Regions from separate parts of the Nomascus leucogenys genome. Here region 1 is linked to region 2. The links are chromatin contacts, called in public Hi-C maps. All regions are on one chromosome and are shown on one strand. Each heading gives the region's core, a stretch centred on a gene start, on an enhancer-like site or on the middle of the called end of the contact. The rest is flanking DNA. Distances are from core to core; before and after follow the strand shown. Region 1 overlaps BFSP2 (phakinin). Region 2 holds the start of CDV3 (protein CDV3 homolog).

Region 1 (4,303 bases), core at 1,118-3,617, 120 kb after region 2:
AAATGAAGATAATAATACTCCCTTCCTCCTGGGAGAATTAAATGAGCCAAGGTGTATGAGACTCAGTGTATGTGTGACTCAGCAGATTGCCTGGCACAGAGTAAATATTGCATGAATGGTAGCCATTATCATCATTGTTATTTGTCTTTGTACAAAGCAGTTGTTCAATGAATGTCGAATGAATTTGACGGGTTTGTGCAGTCTGGCACTGATCCTGCTTTACTTTTCTGAATGTGCACAGGCAGTTGAATGAAGACTTCCATCTAGTGGCTTGATATATATATATATATTTTTTTCCTTTGTTTTTCCTGTCCATAGTCATTTGAAAAGTCCTAGTCATTTGTACTATGATAGTGAGGACTTTATCCCTTTCTATAATACTACTCCTGTTTTCATTGTGGATGTAGTTATTAAAATAAATGAGCTGGTGGTGGCAGATGAGAGATTTGACCATCATTGTGTTAAAGAAAAGGCAAAGACAAGCAGCGTTTTAAAAAAGGTTATCATTTGGGTCCAAGGGTAAAATTAATGGTTTGTTTGGAGTAAAGATATTGGCATCCTGGCAGCTAGAGCTGCAGGCGTGGGGAGGAGGTGGGTAAGACTGAGCTCCTGGGAAATTAAACTCAGCTGGTGCAGTGGCAAGATGCAAGATTCCCTTGGAAACTCTTCCCACATTTATTTGACTTTCAAGTTTAGGATGGATGTTCAGCATAACTTGCTTCTAGCAATAAAGGAATGAGAAATAATTCTCAGTCCCTAGCACCCCAGTGATACTGCTCTTAATAACAAGGCAAAGGCCACCGCATTACCAAGCCCGGCAGATGCTTCTCTGTGCTCATCTTGACCTGCCGGTTGCATTTGTCACAGATGTACTTTCCTGTCTCGGCTTCCATGACACCACTCTCTCTGGACTTCCTCCTACTTCATTGACCATTCTTTCTCATTATTCTCTGCTTCATCAGGTGTTTCTTCCTTATCTGACCTCTAAATGTTAAAGTTTTTCAGGATTGGGTCTTGGTGCTTCTTTTTTTTAATCACTAAATGGTCTGACCTATCCACATAGATTTAAATGGCATTGTATGTGCTAATAACTTTCACATTTAAATGTCTATCTCAGAACTTTCTGCTCAGCTCCAGACTTGCATACTTACCCTCTCTTTGAGGTCTTCACTTGGCTACTTCTCACACATCTCAAACTTAACATGTCCCCAAATGAAAATCTAGATAATTTCAGCCGGGCGCGGTAGCTCACGCCTGGAATCCCAGCACTTTGGGAGGCTGAGGTGGGTGGATTACCTGAGGTCAGTTGTTTGAGACCAGCCTGGCCAACATGGTGAAACCCCCGCCTCTACTAAAAATACAAAAAATTAGCCGGGCGTGGTGGCATGCACCTGTAATTCCAGCTACTTGGGAGGCTGAGGCAGGATCATCACTTGAACCCAGGAGGCAGAGGTAGCAGTGAGCTGAGATTGTGCCACTGCACTCCAGCCTGGGCAACAAGAGCGAAAATCCATCAACAAAAAGAAGAAAATCTAGATAATTTCCCCTCAAATCTTCCCTTTCCCCACTGCCCCTTGATCCTCTTCATCTCAGTAAACAACCCCAATGTCTACCCGGAAACCAAGGGGTCACCTTGATCTCTCACTTTCTGTCGTCTCCCACATCTCATTGATCACTGAGTCTAGTCAATTCTACCCCCACAATGTATCTCAAATCCATTTACTTCTCTCTACCTCTCTTGACATCACCCTAGTGCAAGTCACCATCATGCTCTCCTATCCCATTATAATATCCCATTGTAATATCCTTCCAACTCCCTGATCTCTACCTCCCTCCTCCAATGCATTCTACATCCTGCTTCCAGAGTGGGCTTTTTAAACTCTTGTAATCATATCATGTCACTCTGATTAAACTAAATTAAAACTCTTCAGAGGGGCTGGGTGTGGTGGTTCATGCCTATAATCCCAGCACTTTGGGAGGACAGGGTGGGTGGATTGCTTGAGCCTAGGAGTTTGAGACCAGCCTGGGCAACATAGCAAAACCCTATCTCTCCAAAAAGCAAAACAAAACAAAAAAACAGAATATCCAGGCGTCGTGATGTGCACCCACAGTCCCAGCTACTTGGGAGATTGATGTGGGAGGATCTCTTGAGGCCAGGAGGTCGAGGCTGCAGTGAGCTATGATTGCACCACTGCACTCCAGCCTGAGAGACAGAGTGAAAGTGAAAGCCTGTCTCAGAACAAAAACAACACACAAAACAAAACAAAACTCTATAGAAGTGTCTCTTAAACTTAGAGTAAAACCCAATCTTCTGAAGTGGCCTTCAAGGCCCTGCATGCTTGTTACTCTTCCATTGCTCCCAAGGCTCCAGCCATGTGGGTCTTGGTCTTTCTGGACCATACCAGTCCCTCTCCTGCTCGAGGCCCTAGCACTCGCCGACTCCCCTGCCTGACCCACTCCTCCCCTCCTCTTTGCATGAATAGCTCCCTCATTCTGGTCACCTTACTGCGAGAAGTGCTTCCCTTTACTCTGCCCCTTTCTGCTTTGTTAGTTTTCTTTAAAACACCACAGCTTTTATTATGAATTTTATGGTTTTTAAATTATTTTATCTGTATTTTCTGCTAGAATATAACCTCCTGGAGGTCAGGCACTGCCTTTCTGTCCTGTTTGTTTTTCCATCCCTAGCACAGTGTCTGGTACAGCAGGTATTAATTGAATTAATGAGCCCAGCAGTAGTGCTGCCTCTTTATGGAGAACCCAAGCAGGGAAGACCCAGTGCCTACCCTCAGGGAACAGCCAGGTTCTTACCTAGCTCCAACCTGAGAATCACCTTAAACATCTCTCTCTCCCTCATCTCACAAGTCAAAAACCATCAATTCCCCAAGTAGATGTGCCCAAATCCATTCCCACTCCATTATCCAGCTTGGTTCAAGTCCTAATCATCTCTTTTCTGGTTTAACCTGATAGTCGTTACCTGGGGACAAAAACTAAGAAGCCCATGCACAGTGAGTTAAGATTGCATCTGAGGCCGAGTGCAGGGGCTCACACCGGTGGCTCATGGGGATTACAAAGTGTAATCCCAGCACTTTGGGAGGCTGAGGCAGACGGATCACCTGAGGTCAGGAGTTCAAGACCAGCCTGGCCAACATGGCAAAACCCTGTCTCTACTAAAAATACAAAAATTAGCCCTGCATGGGTGTGCCTGTAATTCCAGCTACTCAGGAGGCTGAGGCAGGAGAATTGCTTGAACCTGGGAGGCGGAGGTTGCAGTGAGCCGAGATGGCGCCATTGCACTCTAGCCTGGGCAACAAGAGCAAAACTCCATCAAAAAAAAAAAAAAAAAAAAGATTGCATCTGAAAGTGAACTTAGGGGAAATGTCTTCAAGTAATGGAGAAGTCCAGCCATCTCTTGAGACAGTTCACCCACAAGCACAGTCACAGCCACTGGGTGTCCAAGGAGAATGAGAGACATTTGAGGGCTAAGGTTGGATTTCACTCTGGAAGCCACAATACACTTCTGAGCCTGTACTGCAAATAAACCCTGACTTCATCAGACTCTGCTCTGACTGGGAAGGAACATCATTGTAGAGGGGCCAGATGAGCATGCAGTGAGAAGCTAGAACTGCTGGCCGGGGTTTATTTGCCATTGTTGGGCAAACAGGATCACCTTGGCCCCTAGAAGTCTGTCATGCTGAGGACAAAGTGTTTTAGGCTCCTCTTTCCCTGGAAGCCTCTCTGTCCCTCCAAGTTCTGGTTCTGGGCCCACCTAGACTTCAACCTCCAGCAACCTCAGAAATACAAGGGCTTGCTTTGGATAGTAGGCACCAGTGCTGGTCACTAAAGAGGTTTAACCCCTACCATATATAGGGTTTAACCCCTACCATTTATAACACAGTCCTGGGTGTTTATGTCAGATGAGTTTGTTGTGAGACAGCCCTTTAGGGCTTAATTTTCTCCAGCTGCCCCCAAAAAATCTAATTTTGAGCCCCAGGCACATCCAGATACAGTGATTCTGAGGGGGCTCTATTTAGACAGCCAGCATCTCCTGCTGATATGGTTGGCTGTATCCCCACCCAAATCTCATCTTGAATTGTAGGTCCCTTAATCCCCACGTGTTGTGGGAGGGACCTGGTGGGAGGTAATTGAATCATGGGGTAGGTTTTCCCGTGCTATTCTCATGATAGTAAGATATTAAGTCTCACGAGATCTGATGGCTTTATAAAGGGAAGTTCCCCTGCACATGGTCTCTTGCCTGCCACCATGTAAGATGTGCCTTTGCTCCTCCTTTGCCTTCTGCCATGAT
Region 2 (4,016 bases), core at 1,470-3,969:
TATTTAAGACACTTTTCACTATCTCAAGAGTAACCAAAATAGATCAAGACCAAAATAACCCTGAAGATGAACATGTAATTTATAGTCAGTAACAGAAAAACACAGGTTCTGTTTAAATAATCTCCATAGTTTAACCAAATCAATTTCCACTCCTTAGTGAACTTGAAACCAAAATTTTATCTTCAGAAAAGTGCTACTTTTGCCAAGTTCAACATGGCCAAACACTATTCTTCCAGTCACTCACGTTTTCAAGAACCTGCAGTCACTTAGGAAAGAAAAGACTTAAGAAGAGCCAAACTTTACAATAGAACAGGAGCCACACACACAGGCAGTTCCACAATACCAAATGGTAAGAACCTCACATTCCCTCCTCCCCATTCTTTACAGGTCAAGCCCCAGGAGACAGAAAAGAGGAAGACACATGAAGGAAGCCAACAAGTGGTTGGGAATCAAACTCAAGTCTAATCACTTCTACTCAACACCACTACAAAGAAATCTCAAGAGTGGAAGAGCCATCATTCCTGAAAGTTTCCCATTATCAATCTGGGGGTTTCACTTTGGTTAAGCTCACAAAATGATGTTTTCACAGTAGGACATTAATGCCTAGCTGTGGTAGGTGTTCAACAAATGTCAATAATATTAACGCAGCTTTGTAAGTTATCGAAAGCTATAGATACTAACATCCAGAGAGGTCAAAAGACAGTTTTCAGTTAAGGAAACTATTTCCTCCACTGTGCCTCGCACTCACTGGCATTGCCTATAAAATGCAAACTTCAAACTGGAGACAGTTTATCAAGATCCTTTATTTCTTTAAATCGGGAGCAAAGGATTTTTTAATCTTAAAGCAGAACCATATCTTCACTTGTTTTTTCCTACTTTATGAACCCTCTGAAATATAGCACTTACTTAACATCAACCTTAAAGTTGACTGCCATAGACTGGACTTGACAAAATGTTAATTTCAAATCTTCTAAACTACCCAATTTTTAAAAATTACTATGTTTTCTTGAACTTTAAAAAATAACATGTTCACACATAATTCCATTCCTATGAAGTTTTAGAAAAAATTATGGTGTTAGGATAGTGGTTATGTTGAAGGTGAATGCAGTGAGTAGGTGTTAGGAGGGGAACCTTGTTCTGTATTAGTAATACTCAGTTTCTTGACCTGCGCGCTTATTGCACAGGTTGGTTGCACTGTGTGAACACATAAAACCTCTCTCTCTGTAAGTATGATATACTTCAATTACAAAAATATATTCACTTGCTTATTGGAGAGGATGTGAAAAACATCCACATTACTTTTGAAACCCAAACTAAGTACAGTCACCGATGTTAAAAGTAAACATTTTGAAGCGACAAAATCCACTTTAGCTGTCTCAAATGAGAAGGCCTAACCAGAACTGGAAATAGGCAAGCTCTCACAGGATTTTAGAGTCAGCAGCTAATTTCATGAGCACACGGAAGGGCTGCCTCCATGGAGTGAGAAAGAGTAGACAGAACCCATTTGAGTCCTAATAAGCATATCTAGAGCACAAGGCTACTATGATGCTGCTTTGGGGCTAAAGGAAAACCTAACTTGTATCCAATATCTGTCCTAAAGGTTATCTAAACACATTTGTAACCAGACTATACCTTATTTGCATTGCCTGAACCCTGAGGCCGCTGTAATCAACCTCTTTTTGCTCCAATTCTTTCCATTCATCTTCGTCCTGTAAAACAAACGCCATTTGATCAATTAAAGTTTTTTGTAGACATATAACTAATCAAATAACACACTACGAAAAGTGGATCAAGTGGCTGGAACCTAAACTAAGTATGTACTTGTCTTCTGGTCAAAACTCTTGCTTCGTTCTGGGGCAAACTAGGCTAAATGGAGGATAAACATGCTCGTAGGCTAACACTATACTTCCGCTGGGTTCCTGCATGAGAGCTGTTACTTTAAGCAACTAAGAAAAGCCGAAGGAAGAAGTCAATAGGAATTTCACAACTACATTTCTACTTCAACCTTGCCACCGAGAGTTTTCTTTTTCTTTCACGGGCTTAGAGACTAAGTCAACACAAAAGAGCTGCTACAAATGCGGCTGCTGAAAGCGAAAATTCAGCTCAAACTACTGGGCTGAGGTCAGCACACGGAATTACTCAGCCTAGACGTCACCCGATAAACGCTGCTCTGTGCTGGGCAGTGCGGCCCCGGACCTAGTGCCCCCGGAGGGTGGCGCCGCCTGGGCCTTGGCTAACGCCAAGCGACGCGGGGTGGGAAGGGCGGCTCCACCGCGGGTGTCGGAAGGGGTCCCAGCCCTGGCAACGCCGGCCCGAGGTGGAGATCCTGCGTCACGTGGCGGCCCGCGCCCGTCCGCCCGGCCTCCGCGGCCCCTCCCGGACGCTTCCCCGGCAGGCGGGGGCGGGCACATGGGGCACCGGCGCGCGGCCCGGGCCCTGAGTGCCGGCCTCCTGGCCCCTCACCTTCGTCACAGCCTTGGTGGCGGTCCCTGGGCCCGCAGCCCCCGCGCTCGCGGTCCCGCCGTCGCCCGGCCGGGTCCCAGCGCCCGCCCCACCGCCCGCCGCACCCGCGGCTCCACTGCTCCCGCCGGCGCTGCCCGCTGTGCCCGCGGCACTCGCCGCCCGGTTGCTCCGCTCCTTCTTCTTCTTCTTGTCCCTCTTAGCAAAGAAGTTGTCCAGGCTCCGCTCCTCCGTCTCGGCCATGGCCTCGGCCTCCTCGACCCGGATGGGTGGGGCCGGCGGCGGGCGCGGCCCGCGGGCCTCCGAGCTCGGGGTCGAGGCCGGCTCTGCGCTCACGCTGCCGGGCGCGGCGACGCCTCAGCCCCGCGGGGTCGCCGAGGCGTGCGCGGCGAGACGGGCGGCTCCCCCTGCGTGCTGGCAAGCGGTGGTACGGTCCGCCCGGGGGCTCGCGCGCCGCCGCTGTCGCCCGAGGCTGCCGGGGCTGCTGCTGCGGTGGCGGAGCAGGATCCCGCTCTCCCGACAACCTGAGGGGAAAAGGCACGCGAGTCAGAGGCTCTAGCGAGAGTGCTCGGCTAGCAGCGGCGCGTGCCGGAGGAAGACGCGCGCGCGCAGGCCCGGAGAGGAGGGGAAGGGGGTGGAGAGGGGAGGGAGAGGGAAGAGGGAGGGCGGGCTGCTAGAAGAGAGAGGCAGCGCCTGCGCCTGCGTACTTTGCTAGGCCTGCCGCTGTGGAATCGCCAAGGGGCGGTGGCGGGAGGAGATGGAGGCGGAGCTGGAAAGAGAGCCAATCAGGTGCCAGGACGAAGCTCTTAGGTGACAATTCCCGACCTAGACGGGGCGGAGTCCAAGCATGGGGGCGGGGAGAGGAGGGCATATGCAAAATAAGTGACGTGTCTAATGACTCCGGTTTCCCGATTGGCCGAGGGTTTAGTCTTGAGGGCGGGCATTTTGAGGGCTGGTTGATGACTTGGCTAAAGAGGTCCAGCAGGAGGGGCGGTGGGTTCCTTTTGGGCGCATGTGCAGGATGCACGTGCGTTTCCTGGCCCAGAACAAACCGTGGCCCCATAGTAGTCGTTTGAACTTTCGCGAAACGGACAGGTACTGCGTTAAGCCAACTGTGTTAAAGATTGTTCCTCTCCTCTGATCGCTTCTGTACTTCCACCCTCTCTGGTGTGGCAACCATTACTTTTCTTCTTTACAGGTTGATTGTGAAAGTGAGAGGAGCAGTGAGCCTGAAGTTTAGGTCCCATTTACTAAAAGCTCTTTCATAGGCTGGTTGGTAGGTAGAAAGGGATTTTGTCTGAACTCCACCCTCTGAATTATGTTTACCAAAGTCAAGTTGAATAAATCCTATCGTCAAGTCCCTAATCTGTAAAGTGGGTATACTATTTCTTACAAGATAGGGGGATGGAGGGAAGAGAGTCAACATTATTAGCTGCCCAGCACATTGCTTAACGCCCTAACTTGAGTCTAGATGATGATGCAGTTTATCCTTAGCTTCTATCCCTGATAAAAGGAGGGGACTGTCTTATCATAGGGGTGGAGACCAAAATGCCCAG

Evidence for each region. Hi-C and Micro-C count contacts between places; a contact is called where the count stands out from the background.
Region 1: a Hi-C map of a lymphoblastoid cell line shows a contact between it and region 2, with 4 times the contacts expected there. The contact joins the enhancer-like site here to the promoter of CDV3 in region 2. A contact is called at or near these places in 2 of 4 Hi-C or Micro-C datasets (both in a lymphoblastoid cell line).

The regions. Positions count from the first base shown.
Region 1 is chr8:17,262,669-17,266,971 of Asia_NLE_v1, forward strand. All of the region lies in intron 1 of BFSP2 (phakinin), which reads right to left. Among named protein-coding and RNA genes, the nearest start is that of BFSP2, 43 kb to the right of the region's middle. Within about 2 kb of position 2,368, the one cell type or tissue checked has an H3K27ac peak away from gene starts, as active enhancers do. A contact at or near this core is called in a lymphoblastoid cell line, where this site is marked.
Region 2 is chr8:17,138,774-17,142,789 of Asia_NLE_v1, forward strand. It overlaps CDV3 (protein CDV3 homolog), which reads right to left and starts at 2,720. Exons shown (of 5, transcript XM_030816815.1): 1 at 2,464-2,720; 2 at 1,633-1,709. The coding sequence starts at 2,703.